2 separate regions of the Sus scrofa genome follow, and region 1 is linked to region 2. Evidence: chromatin contacts called from public HiChIP or PLAC-seq data. All regions are on one chromosome and are shown on one strand. Each heading gives the region's core, a stretch centred on a gene start, on an enhancer-like site or on the middle of the called end of the contact. The rest is flanking DNA. Distances are from core to core; before and after follow the strand shown. Region 1 overlaps INPP5F (phosphatidylinositide phosphatase SAC2). Region 2 has its middle 32 kb from the start of INPP5F.

Region 1 (4,280 bases), core at 1,165-3,664, 59 kb before region 2:
CCCTAGCCTGGGAACCTCCCATATGCAGCGGGAGCAGCCCAAGAAATGGCAAAAAGACAAAAAAAAAAAAAAAAAAAAGAAGAAGAAGCCATGCTAAGCACTTCATGTGAATTTATTAAATCTTACAATAACTAAATCTAGGAGGTGTTATCATCTCTGTCTTATAGTCAGCAACTGAGGCTTGGATGAAGTAACCTGATCCAAGGCAATTGTGAGCTGATCTCAGGGTTGGTCCACCACTGGAGCCAACGCCTAGTCACTGAGACTTGGGGAAATGGCCTACCCACTGTGAAATAAAGGATCAGAAGCAATGGGGGAAATTCTCTTTGACATGCTTTTGTACCGAGTATTTCAGCGGACACAAGGTTGTCATAGGCTAAACTATGTCCCCTCAAAATTCACGTTAGAATCCGAATCCCCAGTGCTTCAGAATGCGACCCTATTTTAAAGAAAGGAGTCTTTAAAGATATAACTAATTTAGGATGAGGTCAATAGGATGGCTCTAATCCAATATAACTGATGTCCTCATAAAAGGAAATTTGGAGACAGAAGCACACATAGAGAAGACAATGTAAAGGTGATGTGACAACACAGGGGGAAGATGGCCATCTACAAGCCAAAAAAGAGGCCTCAGAAGAAACCAACCCTGAAGGACTTTAAGCCTCCAGAACTGCAAGAAAGTAAATTTCTGTTTGAGGCCCCTATTCTCTGAAACTTTGCTGCGGTAGCCCTAGCAAACGAATCCAGTTCCTAAGTCACGACTGCTTACATCCCATGAGCCTGATGACAGTCATGGCTCACCCACGCTGCTTTTAGACTGTCAATGACAACTGTTCAAGTAAACTTATGTTCCCATCTCACTAGGCAAGAACAAAAATTCGTGCATTAATATGTAGAGAATAAGTAGGAGGGAAACAGGAGTGAGACAGAGTTTAAGTACATTTTACTCCCCTCATCTTCTACCCACAGAAGGTAAGATGCTCCAGTGGGAAAGTGCACATGGTGTAATTATCTCAGTTCTAACACACAGCAGGAGCACACTGCCCATTGGCCAAGCTGGTGGTGTGGCCAGAGCAAGAGCTTTAACGGGGCACAGTGAGGGAAAGCTATGAGGCCTGCCCTGGACAGAGGATGAACAAAGAGAGACAAGAAGAGTAAGATGGATGTTCAGAGGGCGAGGAACCGGGGGTGGAGTGACACACAGGGTGGGGTTGCAGTTCTCGAGTGGGTGAGGGAAATGAGAACAGCAGGGGGCCCATAAAAGATTTTCCTTTGCTTCCTCCCCACACCCTTTCTTAAAAGCCAAACCTTAGAAGTGATGTGACAAGACAAGAAAAAAGAAAAAAAAAAAAAAAAAAGGTACAGAGGTTAGAAAAGTGAAAACTGAGACACTTTCCTGTACTTCTTCACTTTTTAATTTTTCTTTCTTTAGTTCAGTCAACTTCCCAATTCTCCTTCTTCTAAAATATCCTATATAATACGTACATACACTGCCTACCAACTTGTTTTGGGTCCAAAGAAAGGCACGTGGTACACGGAGGCAAAGTGCATGTAAAGAGGGGCCGACCACACAAGATGACCATGGGAAATGACCACACTTTTGCCACCTCCTAATGACTATTTTCACTGTATCAGACTTGTCAACCAGTAACATATTTGTACAATGCTTGTAGGAAATGACTTTGGGTTGTCTGCCAAGTACAAACAGTCCTGCTTAGAGTGGTGGGCATGTTTGAACTTGGTGACGAGGGAAGGCCCCTGGTTCAGGCTGAGCCGAAAAGAGCCTCTTCTCTAGGGGTCTGAACTAGATAGCTAGTCTTCAGGGGCTGTAGGGACCATCAGATGTTGGTTGGTTGGTTTGAGGACTGCAGCTGGTTTGAGGACCATATAAGGGCAGTAATTTTGCCCCACATACACAGAAACAAAGAAAGCCAAAAGAAGAATAGGAGCTGTGCAAGGAAAAGTGGTGGCCAGAGACCACCTGCCACAAAAGGTAATCTCAGATGCTGCACAAATCCATTTCTTGGTTTTATTGCCTTGAATTCCTAATAAAAATTTGTTTGCTGCATAAGCTGATAGTTTTGTATTTGCAACCAAAAGAATAAAACAGTGATAATTTACTAAGCACCTTTAGGTATATTATCTCATTTGAAACTCATAACACCCTAAGGGAAAAAGTGGGCAGTGATTTTTACCCTTGTTTTACAGTTTTGGAAGCAGAGGCTCAGAGGCATTGTGGCCCCAGTGAATCATTCTTTTGGGATGCAAACCCGTGTGAAGTCTCTTCCTATGTTGGTTCCAGGCTTGGCTGTGTGACCTCCTTTGACTAATGGGATATTAGCATACTCAGAGACACAAGCAGAGCTTGTGCAATGTACAGTTCCCTCATACATTGGAACCTGTCATCTTGGCACTGTGAAAGGATGTCCAGGGATCTAGGAGAGAGAGGACCCAAGGAGAGGCCTTGAGATGAGATACTTGAGCAGAGCTGCCACATGAAAGAAAACTGAGCAGCCCCAGGCAAACTCCCAGCTGAATGCTACCTCACAAATGCCCCCAGCCAACAGAAGAAAAGGGCAGAAGTGCTGTGTGGTCATAGAATCATGAGCTATTCCACACTGCTGTTTTAAGGCATTAACTTTTGGGGTTGCGTTATATAGCAAGAGATGACACAGATGTTATGTAACTGCTCTATCTCAAACCTAATAAATAAAGCTTGAATTCAGGTCTCTTGACTGATGCCTGTGATTTATTCACAGTTTCAAGATGTAACTGAAATTGGAGAAAAATAACTCAAAAGTTTCATACACTTCACTTAAACAATAGAAAATGAATTTTAGCTCAGAACATTCAACTGTGAAATTATCCTGTCAGCATATAAATGAATTAAAAATATACATATGTAAATGTGGACAGGTAGGAGGGTGTGACTAAAATACTTAGCATGTTACACAATATCTAAATGCTTTTCTCCTTTGTATGGAAAGAATTTAAAAGCTACCAAAGACAGAATTCAACAACGCTCACAGCAGTATTATTTCTAATGGCAAAAAAAAAAAAAAGACAAAAATTACCCAATGACAGCAAAGAACAAATTATGATATATACAAACAACAGTGAAAATAAGGAATTAGTTTCATATATCAGTTGGATAAATCTCAAAAGTATCAAGTTGGAGGGGGAGAAGTAAAAAAAAACAAAACAGTTTAATATCATTTACATACAAAATTTCTAAAACAAATCTTAGCAACAGATTGTTTGGGATACATATGTAAATAAAAGCAACAGTGAAGATCAAGGGACTATTAAGTATAGCATTCAAAATCCCAGGTTCTCTGGAAGGGAAAAAGCAGGAGGATACACTTAAAAAGCAGGGAGGGCTCCAAAGACGTGGGTCAAGTTTCATTCTTAATTTGGCTGGAAGAAAAATGTCTGTGTGTTTCACAGCAAACCATATTGCCTACCTGTGATAAATAGCTTTTTGTCTCTATAAAATATTCAATAAAAACAAATTTTAAAAAATAACCAAAGAATCTAGCAAAAGAAAATTAGACTGTCTCTGGCAATCTGTGCTTTATAATATCCAGGAATCAACCTAGCTTCCAAATACTCAATATTTTGTTCTAAGAGAAAAAAAAAGCACACTACAGAGACAGCTACTTTCCCATTTACATAGGAATAACTGTAAAGCTTCCTATAGCTCATAACATATTAAAATCAATACCAAGGGAAAAACAGATATTTAAATTTCATGCTTAAAATATTTCATTTGGTCCTTTTCATGACTTTTTGGGACCTGCCTATAAAACATCTACTTTCTCATGAATAAAATTCCCTCTAAAGCCAGGGCACAGGTGCCTGTCCTTCCAAGGGAGGACCTGGTGAATGACCTAGACCTTCCATCAATTTGTCTGTCCTGAATAGAGCCCCTGGAAAGGATGCACTCTGTGCTAACAGACTCACACTCTTCCCCGGCCAGAGCTGACCATCTCAGGAATGGACAGCAGACCCAATGCCAACCAGTCCTGGTCTGCCACCTGCCCACCTCCCTCTCCAGACTTATTCTCACTATCCTCTCCCTCAAAACTAGTACCGTATGTATTTCTTTCTATCAGAGCACTGACCACAATTAACAAATAATTATACATTTCAGTGATTACTCACTAAAGTCTGTCTTCCCTCCCAAACCGTCAACTCCATGAGGATGGGAATGGGTCAGTTTTTGCTCACTACTTTATTCCACCAAGTAGCACAATTCCTGACATACAGGCATTTAATAA
Region 2 (4,071 bases), core at 501-3,000:
GGGTGAGCAACCCTATACAGCAGTCAGATGCTTCTGGGCAGTGACTTAGCAAGTCTGTGCCCCAAGCTACTGAAGGCCTGATAGGATGGCATGCGGATTAAGACAGAACACAGAGTCTTCATGGGCTCCTCTCTTACCAAGAGGCATGATCACAGGGACGCTGAGAAGAGACCCACCTTGGCCTGGGAGCAGATGCAGGCAGTAAATTACTTCTAAAATCAGAGTACATACACACACACACACAGACATATATGTCACCCACTCATGTATAATCTGTATATACATACATATGTGCACATATATAATATGTGTACCTGCACACACACACATATACATATATCTACAAGCGTATTTGAAAACAAGAGACAAAAAGATGAGTTATCTATATCCTGGTTAGTTTCTCATTTGAATGAGTTATCTACATTGCTACTAATGTTGACATCACTACAGAAATCCATTGGGATGCATGGTGAAATGCAGGCCCAAGTCTTTTTTTTTTTTTTTTGGGTCTCCCTGAGTTCCCTGGGCCAGGGATCAGATCTGAGCTGCAATTTTGACCCATGCCACAGCTGCAGCAATAACTGTGGAAACACCAGATCCTTAACCCCCTATGCTGGGCTGAGGATCAAACCTGCATCCCAGGACTCCAGAGATGCTGCAGACCCTGTCACACCGCAACTGCAGCCCAAGCCTTTAGAAACCAAGTCTCCTATCCCTGCTGCAGGCCCATGGCTATCTGTCTCACTCACTGCTTGCTGCCATCACCATCCACTTGCAGAATCCTCACAGCAAAAGGCAATAATAGATGGGGAGAGAAATTGTGTTACAGACCTAAGTGACCCTTCTGGACAAGCCCAAGGATTAGCATTTGTGGGTCAAAAAGAAAAATGAATACAAGTCAAGAATGTATTGGTTCAGACACAGTTGCAAGTGAAACACAACACAAAACAAATAAGAAAATGAATTGGTTTACATACTGCAAAGTCCAGGAGTTGATATCCATCAGGCATGGTTGGATCCAGGAGTTCAAACCCTGTTATCAGAAGTTGGTCTTTCACCACCTCTCAGCTTTGTTTTCCTCTAGTTGACGTTGTTTGGGAGTAGGTTCTAGCTGCATGATAACCCCTGGAAGCTCCAGGTTCTGAGGCTCTGGTCAACCAAGCCTGAGAAACGGCATAAGAAAGGGAGGAGTTTGGTCCATTTGAGCCACATGGCCTGAGGTGGAGGATCCGAATTTTCCCAAAGTAAAACTGAGGGTCTTCTGTCAGCAGAAGAGGAAATAATGAGCAGATAACAATTTCAGGTGCCATACTGGTGATCACATTTTTTTCTGAGATCTCCCTTATCTGTGGGGAAGTCACTCAACCTCTCTGTCTCTGGACACTGATATGCATATCTGAAAATGAGAAGGCTGTACCCCCAAATCTCTAACGTCCTTTCCTAGACCAGCAGGGAGTCTTAACTGTTCTTGATAGGAGGGTTGACCTGCCAATCCACCACTATGGAACCTCCCCTTTCCACAGAGGGAAGAAGTTGCTTCTCACTTGAATGTTTCAAATGCAGGCTTTAGGCTTTACCACGATGTTGAGTTTCTTCTCTGCCCAGACCTTGCCCATTTTGCCTGAAGAGGGGCAGCTCTAGTCCCAATAGGAGGAATGATGGTGAATGCTCTGACTTCCCATAATTACTGCCACCAGTAAGAGCTATGGGAGAGGGGGAGCTGCCGGAGTGGGGTTTCTTACTAGGTTTCTAAGAAATAAGCATGACTCATCATTCATTTTTCCATTTTCATACGAGGATAAAATAGCCCTGTCTCACATGATGAAATTTTATTTTGACCCTGCTCCTTATAAAAGAATTAAAATATTAAGAACATTTGGCTTTCCCCCCCAAAGTCAAGACTGCATTGATAGGAAACCAACCAAGAGACGTGTGGGTCACATCATACCATCGTCTCAAGTGGGTGTGGTCAGTTCCCTTTACTGGAATAGAATTCTCATCAGATCGTGAATTAGATTATTTCTGATTCACAAATCTCCCCAATTTGAGAAAGTGATGGTCTTATTTATTCACGGAGTGAAAGCATGAATGAATGATGACTGTTTTAATCTTGAGGCCAGTACCACATCCTGGACTCACTTTTTTTCACTTGGTTTTCAAATAAGGTCTTGGTCTTTGTTAGTGTATCACGTGTATTAGAAGAAATAAAAAGTAATGAAAGAGGTAATTCATTCTGAAATGGAACCCCCAGTCACAAGAATGACTTCCTGAGAACACGGGAAAGGATTTCTTCCGACTGGGGTAAAAATGGAAGGCGCAGTCATGAGTCGCCCCCTACCGCACAACGAGGTGAAATCACTCACTCCAGGGTTTAATTATTTGAGTGCTTCATTAGGAACCATGGAAGCAGAATGGCATGAGTCCAAGGGGAAGTGGCTTGCTAAAATGCACAATGAGTTACTGGGGATGCTGGAATGAAAAGCTACGATCTCAGGACTCCAGGGTCTGATTTAACTAAGCCAACATCCATCCAGGCCAGAAGCTGCCTGGCTTAACCTGTGTTCATAAATTAACTGCCCCCTCAACCCCTGCCAGAGATTTCACTGTCAAACAGCTTTTGGTAAAGCCTGAGCTCTGAAGAAATATTTTGAGTTTCACATTCCAATGTATCACAAATAAAATCACATATATAATAAAATAAACCATCTCAGCTGTACATTTTGTACTAATTAATGTTATTCTTGAGACCCCCCCCCTCCTTTCTTCTTTTTCCTCCCTCCTTCTCATCATCATTTTTTTTTTTTTTTGGCCACACCTGCAGCCTGTGGAAGTTCCCGGGCCAGGGATCAAACCCGCCCCACAGTATCAGCCCAAGCTGCTGCAGTGACAATGCCAGATCCTTAACCTGAGCCACAAGTGAACTCCTCTTCCTTGTCATTTTACGAAACTTTTTTTTTTTTTTTTGCTTTTTAGGGCTGCACCCCCTGCACGTGGAAGTTCCCAGGCTAGGGGTCGAATGGGAGCTACAGCTTCTGGCCTACATTACTGCCATAGCAACATGGGATCTGAGCTGCATCTGCGACTTACACCACAGCTCAGGGCAACGGCGGATCCTTTAACCCACTGAGTGAGGCCAGAGATCAAACCTGAATCCTCATGGATACTGGTCAGGTTGGTTTCTACTGCGCCACAATGGGAACTCCCCATTTTAAGAAACATAATCCTTAAGACTGTTCATGAAATGATTATGAAATGCCATTTTATTTTTAAACTATATGTTATAAAATTTTGATCATTAGGGTGAAATATAATCAAAAATAAAAGTTACTGTATTTTTAGTATTTCTAAATTACTGTATTTTTAGTATTTCTACTGTATATTTAGTATTTTAAATCCTGAGGATTTAAAAATATATGGAGATAATGTTTTGTTTGGTTGGCTTTGGTGTTTTTTTGGCTGCACTCACAGCATGTGGAAGTTCCCAGGCCAGGGATCAAACCTGCACCACAGCAGCAACCTGAGGCACAGCAGTGACAATACTGGATCCTTAACCCGCTGAGCCAGCAGGGAACTCTGTCATTGGGAATAATGATCATTTTGTCTCTTTTTGTCTGAAAGAACTTTGTGACCCAATAATTCATCAAAATTATCTTTAAACATATTTTAATATAACTGGACACTTAGGAAGAAATTTATAAATTATGCCATAATTATAACTATGTCAGAGAGTGGACCGAGTCATCTTAGAACTTTCATTATTCAGGCAAGAGTCTTCATGTAGGCTCTTTTAGTTATGAAAATTTGGGGCAAGTAGGCTCTCGTTTGCCATGAGTAGAAGGTGACATAAAGCTTTTTCAAAGGATTTCTTCCTTAATGCCTCTCAATAAGCAAATCCAGTTGCCAAGGAGAAAGAATATAAACTTGCTAATAGTTAAGAGGCCCCTTGGGGCAAAGTCTCCAGATCCCAGCCCTTTCTCTCTGAAGGTTCAAAGACGGGAAAACCTGTTGGGATAGAAAAAAGGTCGCTGACAGAAAAGAATACCAAAGTCCGGGGGGAACTCTGAGCGAGAT

What was found. HiChIP or PLAC-seq counts read pairs in DNA pulled down with a chosen protein or histone mark.
Region 1: a contact with region 2 is called in an H3K27ac HiChIP or PLAC-seq map of alveolar macrophages. The contact joins two enhancer-like sites. A contact is called at or near these places in 6 of 47 Hi-C or Micro-C datasets (blood, embryonic fibroblasts, heart right ventricle and 2 more) and 1 of 2 datasets of contacts at active chromatin or transcription factors (alveolar macrophages).

What each region holds. Positions count from the first base shown.
Region 1 is chr14:129,602,700-129,606,979 of Sscrofa11.1, reverse strand. All of the region lies in intron 2 of INPP5F (phosphatidylinositide phosphatase SAC2), which reads right to left. Among named protein-coding and RNA genes, the nearest start is that of INPP5F, 27 kb to the right of the region's middle. Within about 2 kb of position 2,414, at least 6 of the 83 cell types and tissues checked have an H3K27ac peak or open chromatin away from gene starts, as enhancers often do. A contact at or near this core is called in alveolar macrophages, where this site is marked.
Region 2 is chr14:129,543,545-129,547,615 of Sscrofa11.1, reverse strand. No RefSeq gene overlaps it. Among named protein-coding and RNA genes, the nearest start is that of INPP5F, 32 kb to the left of the region's middle. Within about 2 kb of position 1,750, at least 4 of the 83 cell types and tissues checked have an H3K27ac peak or open chromatin away from gene starts, as enhancers often do. A contact at or near this core is called in alveolar macrophages, where this site is marked.